Regions from separate parts of the Mus musculus genome. Here region 2 is linked to region 1. A link is a contact called in public HiChIP or PLAC-seq data. All regions are on one chromosome and are shown on one strand. Each heading gives the region's core, a stretch centred on a gene start, on an enhancer-like site or on the middle of the called end of the contact. The rest is flanking DNA. Distances are from core to core; before and after follow the strand shown. Region 1 holds the start of Snap23 (synaptosomal-associated protein 23). Region 2 overlaps Stard9 (START domain containing 9).

Evidence for each region. HiChIP or PLAC-seq counts read pairs in DNA pulled down with a chosen protein or histone mark.
Region 2: an H3K4me3 HiChIP or PLAC-seq map of the SCID.adh cell line shows a contact between it and region 1, with 11 read pairs. The contact joins the enhancer-like site here to the promoter of Snap23 in region 1. A contact is called at or near these places in 12 of 39 promoter capture datasets (the 3T3-L1 cell line, the C10 cell line, the HPC-7 cell line and 8 more), 2 of 484 Hi-C or Micro-C datasets (muscle stem cells and nephron progenitors), 5 of 115 datasets of contacts at active chromatin or transcription factors (the SCID.adh cell line, bone marrow-derived macrophages, embryonic stem cells and 2 more) and 3 of 9 other capture datasets (adipose tissue, liver and pancreatic islet).

What each region holds. Positions count from the first base shown.
Region 1 is chr2:120,563,258-120,571,005 of GRCm38.p6, reverse strand. Snap23 (synaptosomal-associated protein 23) reads right to left here and starts at 3,335. Exons shown (of 8, transcript NM_009222.3): 1 at 3,200-3,335. It overlaps Zfp106 (zinc finger protein 106), which reads left to right and starts at 7,147. Exons shown (of 22, transcript NM_011743.3): 1 at 7,147-7,319.
Region 2 is chr2:120,710,176-120,717,923 of GRCm38.p6, reverse strand. It overlaps Stard9 (START domain containing 9), which reads right to left. Exons shown (of 33, transcript NM_001370940.1): 27 at 5,182-5,299; 28 at 4,953-5,074; 29 at 4,685-4,749; 30 at 4,357-4,559; 31 at 4,098-4,177; 32 at 3,761-3,919; 33 at 2,043-3,359. The coding sequence ends at 3,258. It overlaps Cdan1 (congenital dyserythropoietic anemia, type I (human)), which reads left to right. Exons shown (of 28, transcript NM_026891.2): 28 at 1-1,770. Among named protein-coding and RNA genes, the nearest start is that of Cdan1, 17 kb to the left of the region's middle. Within about 2 kb of position 2,578, at least 4 of the 459 cell types and tissues checked have an H3K27ac peak or open chromatin away from gene starts, as enhancers often do. A contact at or near this core is called in the SCID.adh cell line, where this site is marked.

The DNA.
Region 1 (7,748 bases), core at 2,086-4,585:
CTGACAGCCATATGTGTGCACACCCTCCCCCCCTACACACAAAAATGATAATTAAAATATAAAACAAACAACAACAAATACCCAGCAATACTCCTGCCTCTGGCTGCCAAATGTTAGGATAACAGGCAAAAGCTGACATGTTTTCAAATTTGGACCATTGCTTACTTAACTTTTATATGTTAGTTTCTTTTTCTTTTCTTTTCTTTTTTTTTTGCCTCTTTTTTAAATTAGATATTTTCTTTATTTACATTTCAAATGCTATCCGGAAAGTTCCCTATACCCTCTCCCCGCCCTGCTCCCCTATCCACCCACTCCCACTTCTTGGCCCTGGCATTGCCCTGTACTAGGGTATATAAAGTTTACAAGACCAAGGGGCCTCTCTTCCCACTGATGGCCAACTAGGCCGCCATCTGCTACATATGCAGCTAGAGACACAAGCTCTGGGGATACTGGTTAGTTCATATTGTTGTTCCACCTATAGGGTTGCAGACCCCTCCAGCTCCTTGGGTGCTTTCTCTAGCTCCTCCATTGGGGGCCCTGTGTTCCATCCTATAGATGACTGTGAGCATCCACTTCTGTATTTGCCAGGCACTGGCATAGCCTCACACGAGACAGCTATATCAGAGTCCTTTCAGCAAAACCTTGCTAGCGTATGCAATAGTGTCTGGGTTTGGTGGCTGATTATGGGATGGATCCCTATATTTTAGTTTCTTAATTGAATAAGAGTAATCATGCTTAAATCCAGTAAATATTACATGGTTCATTCATGCAAAATATAACAGCACCTATCCCTAGGAGAGCAGCTCTCAGAGGAAAGCGTAAGTAGCATGCAGGAGGGAACCTAGGTTTAATCTTCAAGTACCAAATGCCAAAACAAAACAGTGCCTAGAACAGTGTTCAATATGGTTTATATGTATGTGTATGTATGTATGTATGTATGTATGTGTGTGTGTGTGTGTGTGTGTATATATATATATATATATATATATATATATATATATTCATTTTGTCCTGGTCTAAACAGTACCAGCTTCTATCTTTTTTTGTTTGTTTTTTTTTTTTTTTTCGAGACAGGGTTTCTCTGTGTAGTCCTGGCTGTCCTGGAACTCACCCTGTAGACCAGGCTGGCCTCGAACTCAGAAATCTGCCAGCCTCTGCCTCCCGAGTGCTGGGATTAAAGGCGTGCGTTACCACCGCCCGGCACCAGCTTCTATCTTAGTTCATTTTTACTATTCCTGGAACAAAGGACCATGAACATGGCAACTTACACAAGAAACCATTTATCCGACCATCATGGCCAAGGAGCACAGAAGCAAGCAGAGGGAGCTTGAGCAATAGCTGAGAGCTCAGATCTCTCAACCACCAGGTTGAGAGAACTAACTGGGAGACATATATTTAATATAGGTCTATTGTTTAATTGTTGTTTTGAGATGAGGTTTCATGAGGTTGCTGAGGCTGGCTTATATAACCCCGTCTCAGAAGTATTAAATATGTGATTATGGAGCACTGTCCTCAGAGCATAAATAAGCATTACCATCTTAATCAGAACAACTGGAATTACTCACAAAAGACTCTCAGGATTGGGGCCTGTTGACAGAGGACAGGGTGTCACTAGATACTCACCTGGGACTCCAGCTACCCACTCCCAATTCTGGCCCAGTCTCACTTGGTTTTATGGTTGCTACAATGTAGAAAGGAGACCCCACCCCCAACAAGAAGCCACCTAAAAAGCAAAATGAAACAAGAAGTCCTGCTAAGAATGATAATTATTTAAGGTACAGGCAAAGTTTAATCATTTAACTTACTTTAATATGGCCTGTCCCAGAAGCATGGTAAGAAAGTGTTTCCAATTTGCTATTATCTACTTGAATGTATTCTTTCGCATAACCTCTCACCAAAAGAACAAATAACAAGTGCTCAGGGAATTCCTTGGGCATCAACTTTGCCAGTAACAGAAATACTAACTTTTCTTACTTTGTCATGAAACAGCTTTCACAAATTTGAACTTCAAAGGACTTAAGCTTTGTGTGTGTGTGTGTGTGTGTGTGTGTGTGTGTGTGTGTGTGTGTGTGTGTGTGCATGCCTTTAATTTCAGCACTTGAGAGACTGAGGCAAGCAGATCTCTGAATTCCAGGCCAGCCTGAGCTACATAGTGAGATCATGTCTTTTAAAAAAAAAATGCTTTAACAAGTAATGCCTCATTGGACCAAACTGACCTCGAACTCACAGATATCCATCTGCCTCTGTCTCCTAAGTACTGGGACTAAAGGTGTGCACCACTACTGCCCAGGGCCTCACAGAATTTATGCATAGTATTTTCCAAGAAAAAGAAGAACGTGAGAAGGATCTATTTTACCTTGCTATGACTGAACTACTAGCATTTTACCAGGATATCTCAAAACCCTCTTAAAAGGCAGCAGGGCAAATGAAGTTATTTCGATCCTTAAAAAATATCTTCAAGTAAGAAACTATACTATTTTCACAAGTAAGATACTTATTTTCTTCAAGTAAGAAACTATACTATTTTCTGAGAACACTTGTCAAAAGCTGCCAGTTTCTAAACTCTTCTGCAATCCCATCCGTGCCCCCAGCCCAAACCTACCCAAATGACAAACAGCAAAAAGGAAAGATCTTTTTCCTCAACTCGGTTGTTTTTCGCTTCCTCTACCGCCAGTTTGCTTTTCCAAATAGTGCAGTGACTAATGATTAAGGACGAAGGAAAGAAGTGTAACAGTACTTTAAAATACTTTCCTCACACACAAACCGAATTGAGGAAAAAAAAAATCATCTTTTGACTGACCATATTCTTGGCGCTTTCCCACGGGGAAGCCTCAAGATAAGCAGGGAATTTCCTAGACAGTGGAGCCTGCAACGCCAGGACCCTCGGGGTCATTCTTCTAACAACCATTTCAGAACTATGTGTTCATTAGGGCCACCAGCCAGACAGTCTGTTAATACTAACGAGAAACATCGTGAGGCTGAAGGTGAGGGACGAGGAGCCGAACCACCCAAGTCCAGGGCACCACCATAGCGCCTCCCTTCCTGCGAGGGCTCGCGCTGGTCGCCAACGCCTGGCGATCTCCTTCTCGGCCCAATCCACCAAGGACTGGCCGGAGCTCTCTTCTCCCCTCAAGTCCGACCCCCAAAACGTTGGACCACCACCACCACCACCCTTTTTCTCCTTGGGATATCATCCTACCTGTCCCGCTGACTAGTTCCCTCAGCTACTTTCCAGAAGCCTCACCCGGCGGCTCCGGCCACTCCTCTCCAGCCTCCACAGTTCTCGGACTCTAGAAGATCGGACAGGGTGCGCGCTCCCTCGCGCGCATGCGCCCGGAGGACTTGTGCGCCTGCGCAGTCGCAGGGCGCCGCGGGGCAGACACACCTCTACCACTGGAGCCAATCGCCGCGGAGAGGGTGTTAAATCTCCTGCCACGCAGGCGGAGATCCTGGGAAGTCACCCGTTAACCCTACAGATTCTCCCCGGGAGGAGTTCTTCCAACTATCATCCCTGAAGGCAGCCTTGCACGGGACGCTTTAGTGTTTGAAAGACTAGGAAAAACTCGCGACTGCCAAAGTCTACAGGGTGTTTTGGCCCGTTTAAACCAGGGAAATAGATGCGTAAATACCTTTCAGTTAACAGAATACGGTCACAGGAATTCCGAAGCAGCTTTGGCCAACAATGAACAAAACATTTATTTTGAGGAATGTCTGAAGGATTGACACAGGAAGTTACTCTTAAAGTCACGAAGGATATGATAAGTAGGAGTACTTCGGAAGTCTACGAGATAAAGAGTTTTCCAGGCAGTGGGAACAACAACAACAACGCAGCGCCTTCTGGAAGTTTCTTGTTAGAAGTTTAAGAGTTCGCTTTCTGAGACAAAAGAAAATGTGAAGACGTGGTAGCTCACATTGTGTAATCCTCAGGCTATCAGAAACTGAGGCTGGAGGATCACTTGACCTCTGGAATGTAAAGCCAAACTGATAACTTAGTGAGATCCTATTTCAGAGTACAGTCTATCACTGGGTTGGGGGGGAGAATGGAAGAGCCCTTTTAGCCCCGAGACCACCGCCATCAGGGCTGAGGATCAAGCTAGATCTTTAAAGGTCTTGTAAAATTTGGAATAATAAACCTAGGATTCGTTTTATACCCATTGAGTTACTGAAGGATTTTAAACAACTTGCCCCAAAAATTCTTCCAAGCATCTCTAAGAGTAAAGCAAAACAAATAAATAATATATAAATAAAAATATATATAAATAAATAAAAAGCTGGCAATATAGGGAATAAAAACTATTTCATAGAAATAGCCTCTTCTTAAGAGATAGAAGAAGTCTGAGAAATATCATTTGAATTTAATACCAAGGGATTGGTGATAGTTGACAGACATTGCAATAGTTTGGAGAAGAGAGAGACATGGGGACATTATAAAATGCTTTTGGAAACTTTGGCTTTTGTCAGAGGAAAAGGAAGAATAATGTATCTTATTCGTTTTTATTTTGTTAGGATGAAGACAGGAGGAAAAAAAAAAACCCAGATGAGAGAAACAGTTGAATTAAAAAAAAAATCAAGGGTGAGGTTGAGTAAAGATCGTGATTGGGTTAGAGCTTCAGTAGTCAAACCTCAGATGAGAGTTGGTGGTGTACACCGACAATCCTGGCACCAAAGGGGATCTTTGTGAGTTTGAAGCCAGCCCAGTTTACAAAGTAATTCTTTGTCTCAAAAGTAAATAAATAAAATTATGGGCTGGAAAGGTAGCTGTTCTTCCACAGGACATAAACTCAGTTTCCAACACCCACCTGGTAGGTAGCTCACGACTATCTGTAATTCCAGTTCCAGGGGATCCAAACCTTCCTCTGGCTTCCACAGGCACATATACAAGGATGGTACACAGACAATCATGCAGGCTAAATACCCATACAAATAAAATATAATAAAAAAAATCAATACTGATAGGAGGTTTAGATAGTGGTTAAAACCCATAATCTCAGCATCAGGAGGTGGAGAGGCAGATTAGAAATACAAAATCATCACCGACTATGACAATATAGTGATGTTGAGGTTAACATTAGCAACCAGAGACCCTGCCTCAAACAATAAAGCCGAGAGGGCTGAGGCTGCCAAGAAGGCTCAGCAAATAAAGCACTAGTTCTCAAGCCTAAGGGCCTCGTTGATTTTGATCCCTAATTTTGATTCCATATAGTTGCAGGTCCTCTGACTTCTCTATATGAGCACTGGGTGAAGCATGTTGCCATACACACACACACAAATACATAGATATACATATATATAAAACCCAAGACACTAAGCAGAAAGGAACATTCATGGAAGAGAGACTAACCCTCACAGAGTTGGGGGAAGGAGGAGTATTCTCAATGATAATGACAAAATTTATTTGTAAGCCTGTATGTTTAGAAACAGGAAGTTAACTTTTCTGGGAAGTCAGAAACGGACCCTTTGCTGATTAGAAAAGTGGCTGCAACTTTAAGGAAATTGAGAAGCGTTGGGGTGTTGTAGAATGTGATAGACAGAGATAAGCACTATTAAGGCCTGTAGCAATGAACTCAGAAGTTTGTTTTGTTAGTCTTTCTTAAATCATTTCTTGAGGGCAGGGAGAGAGAAAATATATGGCTGAATACAGTTAGGATTGGGATAATTGCATATGTATCAAAAGATGGCCTAGTCGGCCATCACTGGAAAGAGAGGCCCATTGGACACACAAACTTTATATGCCCCAGAACAGGGGAACGCCAGGGCCAAAAAGGGGGAGTGGGCGGGTAGGGGAATGGGGGTGGGTGGGTATGGGGGACTTTTGGTATAGCATTGGAAATGTAAATGAGCTAAATACCTAATAAAAAATGGAAAGAAAAAAAAAGGATTGGGATAATTATGGATGTAATACTGTAGTTCTCAATTAGGGACATTTTTTGCCCTCCAGGGGGACACTGGGCAGGGTCTAGAGAGTTGGGGGAACATTATCTTAGAATGCACTAGACAGCAACTGGTAACAGTTATCTGCTTCAAACTGTAAATGTTGCCTGGCATGGTGGCGCGTGCCTTTAATCCCAGCACTTGGGAGGCAGAGGAAGGCGGATTTCTGAGTTCAAGGCCAGCCTGGTCTACAAAGTGAGATCCAGGATAGCCAGGGCTACACAGAGAAACCCTGTCTCGAAAAACAAACAAACAAACAAACAAACAAACAAAACAAAGCAAAGCAAAGCAAAAACAAAAACAAAAACCTGTCAATGTTGTGAAATCCTGGTCTATGGTTATTTTGGTCCTCACTTATATTGGCATTTCTTGAACTATGTCTCTGAACTTAGAGCAAAGCACTTCTGTATGTAATCTCCCTTAAAGGGGAAGTAGAAAAAGCAGCCTAGCAGACCTTAAATGCTTTAAGGACTTGTGATGTCACAAATACACAATTGGAAGAATTCCCTAAACCTTTAGAAGGAATCTGGATTTACACATAAATGAAGGTAGCTGTTTATTTTGATTTGAGGCTTTAACGTATTTATTTATTTATTTAGGTTTTTCGACAAAGGGTTTCTCTGTGTAGCCCTGGCTGTCCTGGAACTCATTCTGTAGACCAGGCTGGCCTAGAACTCAGAAATCTGCCTGCCTCTGCCTCCCAAGTGCTGGGGTTAAAGGTGTGCGCCATCACTGCCTGGCTAGGCTAAGATTTAAATTGAGTTCTGTCCTTTGTTGAAACAGTATCACATTGTAGCCCAGGAACTATGTAACAGCTTTGCCTAGCCTTGAACTCCCGTTACACTCTGCTCTCAACCTCCAGAAGCAGAGGTGAGCTACCATGCCTAACTTGGAATCTATCTGTTCCAAAGTTTCACAAGGAAGGAATAGTTTTGAAATGTAGTCAAGACACTGCCACAGCTTATGGTGGAGGGCTTAGAAAGTAGGGGAAGTCCAGAAAGAGCTTGGAAAATGGGGAAAACAAACAAACAAACAAACAAACCAAGAAAAAGAAGGTGCAGCCAATTGGTTTGTGCAAAAGACCTATCTGGGCTCTTCATCCTTTTTGAGTAAGGCCACTTGTCTGGTGTCCGTTGTTCACTTCTTATGTTCAAATAAAGCTAGATGGTTGAAAAGGGCGGATGGAGTGGGAGGGGAGAGGGAGCGTGCTGAGTTGCGTGCGCCTGCGCGCTTGCGCGATGGTGGTAGTAGCGGCGGCGGCGGCGGCGTCAGTGCCCGGCGGGGAGCGGGTCCCGGGCCGCCGCCGGACCGGAGGCTAAGGGGGCGTCTGGGAGCTCCCTCGCCGGGTCCTCGGCGGCCAGATGGCGTAGGAAGGTCGGGCTGTGAGTGTGAGTAAGGAGGATGCGGCCTGGTTGGGCGTATCGGAGCCCGAGGGTCTGCCCCCTGGACAGGTGGTGGAGCTGCGCCTGCATGCGACCACGCTACGATGCCCCTTCTGACCTGTGTGGGTTTAGGGTTTATTGGCGAGCGGTGCGTCTGGCTTCTGGGCACAGATTCCAGCAAGGGCAATCCGATTCTGTTCGCAACCCAGACTGGACGCGTGGCTCCAGGTTTTTGACCTTTGGGGCAGGCCCTGACCTCTGTCGGCATGGGGTCTAGTCTAGGAGGAATCTCAGCCTTAGTTTAAAAGCTGTAGGTTTCAGGCCAGGGCCATCTCTAGCCTTCCGAGACTAACAGTGTCGCCTCTTTTTCCTGCTTTTGAGGACTCTACTTGTGGGATGCGTCTTAGCAATGTAGTAGCAACTAGTGGAACGGTA
Region 2 (7,748 bases), core at 1,329-3,828, 150 kb before region 1:
CCAAAAGCAGCCTTCTGGGTTATAGTTAGCAAGACCTCATTTCTATAAATGAGGTGATTTTTAAATTTTTTATTATACTCAGTGTGACTGCACTCAAGTGCTATAGCACACTTCTGGAAGTTGAAGAACAACTTGTTGGGAGTCAGTTCTTTCACCATGTGGATCCCAGGGCTCAAATTCAGGTCATTTGGGCTTAGCCCTAAGCTATTTTGACAGCCCCTGTAACCAGCTGATTTTAAGGGTTTTTGTTTTCCTTTTCAAGACATGGTTTCTCTTTGTAGCTCTGGCTGTCCTAGAACTCACTCTGTAGACCAGGATTGCCTTAGACTCATAGAGATCTGCCTGCCTCTACCTCCCAAGTTCTGGGGTTAAAGGCATGTGCCACCATGTGCCCAAAGATAGTATTTTGATAATGTGCTTTATCCCTGACAACTGTTGTTTGTTTTGGAGGTAAGACTCAGACTTTAGTGGAAGTATCAGAGGTGCTCAATGGTAACTCGAAGTCAACTGCAAAATCTTAGGGGAAAACTTTGCAGCTGGCAAAAAGGGTTTTGACCTAAGTTAAGCTTCTCTAAACTTACACCCCAGTGCTACTAACCCTCTGGTGTGTGCCTCTTCTTCCTTAACTCCTTTTCCAAGTCTAGGATAGGGCCTCACACATGTTAATGGCAAACTGCTGGTTTCTGTCAGTACTGGTTATCAAACCTAGGTAGGGCCTCACATGTGAGGCAAGTGCTCCAAGCACAGTGGATAGTCATGGTTTTTCTCTTTCTTTGCCTAGAAGTATCAGAAAGCTGAGTCCTGGTAAAGGTGAGCAGCAGGCCAAAAGCCTGAAGCTCAGAAAACTGTTCTGACTGAAGGACTCAGCCATGAAGCGAGCCTGTCTTAAGGTGCACTTAGAACAGCTTGCTCCAACAACTGATTGTAAAGGCAGGCAGGTAACTCAAGTAGAGAACTAGTTATTCTCCATTCTGTACCAAGTACTCTTTTTTTTTTTTTTTTTTTTTTTAATAATATTTGTATTGTAGGGACTGGAATGGCTGATTGATTTACCTCAGAACTTCTTTCTTACCAAAAGCAGCCTCTGGGTAATAGTGGTATTTGTATTGTGTGTTTTGCGGACCACTGGCCTCGAGGCACCTGGGACTTTCTACAGAGCTCTCCATGCCTGGACAGGAACAGACCCAGCCTCGGTGATACCTATACTCTCTAGGATCAGTGCAGGCCCACAAATATGGAAATGCATGGTGGTCAACCATCTTAATATATAATGGCATAGTGTTATAACTACATTTATCCTTTTATACACATTCTTGGGTTTTCCTTTTTTCCCCTTCTGTATCCTTTAATATGTTATCCAGAAATGATTTAATTAATGTAACTATATGTAAATAATTATGACAAGAAACTTTGCTTGAATATCTTTTGATCTATGGTTAAATGTACAGATGTGGAAGATGAAGCTCTAGAGAGTTGACTGTGTGCTTCAGATTGCTGACTCGGGTCTCAGGAGGGGCCGTTCACCCTGTGCTGTCAGATTCCTACAGTAGCTGAGCTCATACACTAGCCGATGAATGTAGAATCTCAACCCTGAACTGTAAACACTGCCATTATCACCTTCAATGGCACATTCTATTTGTTTACTGTTTTTCGAGACAGGTTTCTCCGTGTTGCCCTGGCTACCTAGGAACTCACTGTGTAGACCTGGTTGGCCTCAAACTTAGAAATCTGCCTGCCTCTGCCTCCTGAGTGCCGATTAAATGTGTGTGTGCCCCACCACTACCTGGCTTTTTTATTTTTTACGAGTAATATTTTGACTTTTTTTTTTTTTTTTTTTTTTTGGCTAATAGTCTCAGTAAAGCACTTAATGAAAAGAGGTAGAAACTGGGCATGGTAGCTCCTGGCCTTAGTGTAGGACTTGGAAAGCTACAGAGTGAGATCCTGACTCAAAAAACACACAAAAAGGAAGGGGGCAGGGAGGAAATTGGTAGGCATATGTGTAACACTGCATTATCAAATATTGCCAAAAACTACCATAAAGATAAATCCAAAGCAAATTTTAAAACATTCAATTTGCAATAGAAAAGAATAGAAAATCTAAAGAAATTTACTCTTTAACCAGTCTTAAATCCTAAAAGAACCTTCTTCCATCAAAGATTTGGAGTGACAGGAAAAAAGGGAATTTCTTATCCCTACCATTTCTGAATCAACATGGAAAATCTTCAGAGTGTTCAACCAGGCCAAGATCCAAAACAAAAACAAAAAACAAACAAACAAAACAACAACAACAAAACAAAAAACCACCCTTTTTCTATCATATTAAAACAGTTAAGTAACAAAAATAACTATTGAGCATCTTTCAAAGTACTGAGCTTAAGACATTAAGACAGGGTCTAATGTGTCAGGCTGGCCATCTGTGGATGATCTTCTGGTCTTCCTGCTTCTACTACCAGAGCTATGTGCCACAACACCCTACTAATATACAAAGAAGTAGGTACTGGGTGTGGGAGGTCTATAATCCCAGCATTTGGGAACCTGAGGTATGTTAGTACAAGGTCAAGGCCTGTGCTAAACTTAATCCTCTCTAAGACTTGAAATCCCTCTTACCTTGTTTGCAAGCAGCATGTGGCTGTCCCTACCTATTGGTCTTCAGGCCCCACACCCTGTCTGTTTCTTCAGTTGTCTCCCACTGTACTGCCTACACAGTGACACACAGAGTGGGGAGAGTAATGTGAAGAGAAAATGTTTGTAAATGTTCAATGAGAGAGAATTCGGAGTCAGAATCTGGTTGGTACAGATAGATGACTCTTTAAACTATATGCTTTGGTCCTTTCTGCCACTCCATCACACAATGGAGCTAAATTTTGGAGGCAGATCCAGAGCACCCTTGGCCAGTGCCTGCCTGCAAAGGAGGCACCTTGCCAAAGCACTGTAGTCTCCAGCTCTCCAGACCGTGCTTCTTCTAGTCTTTGAACACGTGGTGTGCCATTGAGTCCCAGAGGCAGGAAATGACGGTGAGAAATCCTGAGGGTGAGTTGATTTCATGCTTTGGACAGGAGCTTCAGGTTGTTCACTCTTCAGAGGTAACTAAGTACTGGTTTTACTGGCAACCCTGGGCTGGTGCCATCTGTATAGTTGGCTATACCATCTGTATAGCAGGCAGCCTGGACTCTTCTTGCCTCAGGGTCTAGAAGCAGCTGTAGAGTCTCAGTTGTCCTGGGCCTACATCTCAGCATTGCTGTCTCCGTGGCCCAATGCTAACTACGAAGGAAAGATGCCAGCTTGGCCACAACCAATGGCTGCTGTTTGATACAGGAGTTGAGAAGATGGGGAGGGAAGCCTGGTGCACCCAGCTCCACCTGAAAGCAGAAGGAAGAACTGAAGATACAAACAAGCCTGGAGCAGCCTGAGCATTTAGATCTGAGTACTAGCTTTCCCCTCCCGGTGATGAAGTTGGAGTTGGCCTGAGAATGGAGAGCCATACAAGAAGGTAAGTGAGGATTCTGGTCTGCTGCTGCTTTCAGCTTCAATAGTCCATCTATTTCCTAAGGACACTGTGGCTCGCCACAGGATATAAGTCGGTCAATCTCTGGTGCTGGGAGCTTCACAAAGACTCAACTTGCTTATTCCTCCCTCTCTGATTCCCCTTACTATTAGCCCACTCTGACCAAATGGCATGACAACTGTGGATTCTTGGATTCTATGCAACTGGAGAGAAATATCCCAAGGTGTGCCATGAGACGATGTAGTGCTGTGTCACCTGGACAAGGGAGATGACTCTGGTTATTTCTTTCCCCTCTATGATGACAGGCTGCAGGACCCAAGCACTGGGCAGGATCTCTCCTCGGACCATTTTTCTGCTAGGTCTTGGCATGGATGCATCATACACAGACTGAGCTGCCATGATTGATAGGCACCCCTAGGGACAGAGATACATGTGAGTCCTGCCTGTGTAATGACAAAACACGGACAGGTTTGAGTATAGTTAGGGTGATCAGAGGTAATACCTTCAGCACTCAAGCCACCCCACTAATTGCACCTCACAGCACTTTAGCCTAAGTTCATCCCATAACATTTTACCACCCCAACATGGGCACCTCTTTGGCTTCCACGCAGACACAGCAGAAATCTCGCAGTTGCTTCAGCTCACACAGTGTGGTATTGCACACCAAGTACACTAGAAAGACAGACAGATTGAATCCTAGTTCTTCAGTGTTAAGAAGCCCCTGCTTTACTCCATAACTGGATCCCTAGTGGTCTTGCTGAGAAGTCTAGAGTTCCCAACAGTGCTGCTTTGACCTTCTACCTCTTGACTCCCTGCCAGGCCTTTGGAAGCTTTCAAGCCCTTAGACTCACCCAGGCTGATGCTGTTGGTCACCCGCTGATGTAGCCTTGCTGTCTGGATGGGCTTGTGATACAGAGGCCACAAAGTGGGATCACTCACAGCTGCCCAGACTTGAGAGAGTGGCTGGGACACCACACTTGCACCCAAGAACCCATGTCGAGTGGAAGAGAATTCCTTGTAGTAAAGCTGTACCTCTTGCTCCTCACCCTGATAGCTTGGGGACACCAGAGGCAAGAAACAGTCAGAAAAGAATTTGCTAGCATGGGGTGTGCCAGGGAGCCGAGCAGAGAGGAGGGGAATAATGCAGAAGGACCAAAGCATGGCGGCAAAATAACTTACTTCCAGCCATCTGTCGCCTGGCGGATGAAGAGGTTGTGGAGATTATCCGAACAAGCAGCCATTACCTGGGGGCAGAGGGTAGACGCGAGGCCTCTAGGTTCATCAGTATGGCTAACATTTACTAAATGCCCACTTGTCAAAGAGTTCCTGAAGCCTCAGTGCCTTGGTGGCCCTAATCTGCCCAACTCCTTTTGTCTCCCTCCCCAACCAATGTAAGTCCAGCTATAGCAACAGGAGGAGGGAGGAATGAATAGATCCAGAGACTCACATCAGCCATTGATGTGCTGACAATGTGTTTGGCCAAGTCCTGGTAGGGGAAGGAGAAGCAGGCCCCTAAGCTGGATAGGCTGGAGGCAGAGCAGCAGCCACTGCCCATCGAGGCTCTGCGGCCTACAACAGAGATGAAGGTTCTGCAATGACCTGAACGCCAGGGTGGTGGGACAGTGATACAGGGCCAGTAAATCCTGCAGACATCATTCCCTGAGCTTTATACTCACTGTGGGCTAAGCTCTTCCAAGAAGACCCAGTCAGATAGAGGTAACTGTTCCTCACTGTGGACTGGTCCTGCCAGTCCCCTATCCAAGTGTCTTGGGAATCTGGCACTTGAGAGTCCCCCTGCAGAACAGAGGATACTCAGAGCAGGACCCAGAATGCTTTCCACTATTCCAAATTGCAATTCCACTTCAGGATGTTGGATACTATGATGGTTTGAATAAGTATGGCCCCCAGCGCCTTCAAGCCTTTAGGCTCATCCAGGGTGATACTGCTGGTCACCATGGAGTGACAGTATTTGAAAGAATTAGGAGGTGTGGCCCTGTTGCAGGAAGTATGCCACTGGGGATGGGCTTGATGCCAGGTCCAGTGTTACTCTTTTCAGATCAAACTATAGTTCCCAGTTACTTTTCCAGCACCATGTTGGCCTGCTGCCATGCTCTCTGCCATGATGATAATGGACTTAGCTCCTGAAACTGTAAGAAAACCCTCACAATTAAATGCTTGCTCTTGTAAGAGTTGCCTTGGTCATGGTGTCTCTCTTCATAGCAACAGAACGGTAACTAAAAGTCAAGAGGTTACAGCAATAGATAGCAGCTAGAAAACCTTCACTGCAGATCAGAGGCCACAGCAGTGAGGATAGCCAGTACCTGGGCATGGGGCCTGTTGGGTTTCAGACCTGGGACAAGGGGCTGAGGTACATATTTTACACACTAAAGCAGACCTGGCCTCCAGGTTCTCCCAGCATCCCTCACTTCTTACCTGGCATACCCTACCCTCTACTCTGAACTTTCAAGCCCAGGGGCTGGGCTGCCCTTCTCTCAGAAGTTCTTCCCTATATAGTCAGTCTAGACATTTTGGTCTCTCCCACCTACCCTTCTCTCTTCTTTCTCAGCAAGCGTGTGCCAAAGAGTAGTTTCCCAATAAACCTGCCTTTATATATACTCTAATCTGCCTAACCTAAAATTGGCTCATTTCTCCAGCAGAGAAATAACTTATACAGGCCCTCTAAAAAATGGGTAAACCCCAGGGTCAGTATGTGAGAAGACACCTGTACCATGGTGGCAGCAGGAAGGAGACCATCACTGGAGGGGTGTAGTGGCTACTCCTGGTTGTCAACTTGACTATATGTAGAATGAACTACAATCTAGAATTGGAGGCACTCCAGTGATCCTAATCTGGAGGCTGGGAGATACAAGTATCTGACCTGGACCTTGGCATGAGATCTTGAGGCATAGTGGCTATGAATCCCAGATTAAGGCAGGTAGATCTCTGAGTTCAAGGTCATCTGGGACAAAGCAAGTCCCAGATCCAGGCACACACCTTTAATCCGAGCCACACCTACATAAGGACATTGGAAGATGGAAGATTTGCTCTCTTTGCCTGTTTTCTTTGTGGAACTGAGCAACCGCTAGATCCTTAGACTTCCATTCAAAGCTGCTGCTGACCATTGTAAGGGAGTTGAACTACAACTGTAAGTAATCAACAGATTTCCTTACTATACAGAGACTGCCCGTAAGTTCTGTGACTCGAGAACCCTGACTGATACAAGGAGTTTAGTGTAGATAATAAAGTCAAAGTGAAGGGGAGATAAGGAAGAAGCAATGAGCTCTGAACAGCAGACTCTGGCCCTGGCTAGGTGCCATACTGAGCCAGAAGCCCTACTCTAGGACCAGAGCTCTGGGTCTCTGCTGTCCTTGGTTAGTACACTGTGTCAGCCACCTCCTTGGTAGGACAAAAACATGGGCCAGTGAGATGATTCACCAAGTAAAGGTGCCTGCCACCAAGCTAGAGAATCAGAGTCCCTGGTACAAAACTAATACTGGATGCTGTTTTCTTTTTTGGGGGTGGGGGGATGGGGTTCGAGACAGGGTTTCTCTGTGTAGCCCTGGCTGTCCTGGAACTCACTCCGTAGACCAGGCTGGCCTCGAATTCAGAAATCCACCTGCCTCTGCCTCCCGAGAGCTGGGATTAAAGGCGTGCGCCACCACGCCTGGCTGGATGCTGTTTTCCGACCTCCTAATGTGTGACACGGTATGTGCATACATATACACACGCTAAGTAAACAGTTCTACCACCTTCCTTCCTCATCCCTCCTGCTGCAGTAGTTTTGAATTGTTTCTTAGACCTGTAACCCTTAGGAGCACTATTACCTAATCACTTCTCTCCACTTGTCCCCACCTCGCCCTTGTCACTAGATATTATTAGCATTTAAACACAAAGATGTCTCCTCAGCATTGAGCTTCCTGAAGCCAGTGTTCCATCTGTCACCTCCTACCTCTCACCTGCACAGCCCTCACCTCACCACTCCTCCAAAAACCACAGTGCTGAAGGGCACTAAGATGCTTGCCAGCCCCATCTCTGCAGCTGTCACAGGCCTTATCAAGCAAGATCTGTCTCCCGTTCCCCAGGCTCCCCACTTCTCTGTGCTCCTCAACCACAAACTGACATCGTGAGGTTCAAGGCCCTCGGTGATGATTTCCAGCTATAATCATGAATTAATAGTGAGTCAAAAACTAGGTAAGCATTGGGAAGAGGGATTATATCAGAGGCCTATTTTATAGATCAGACC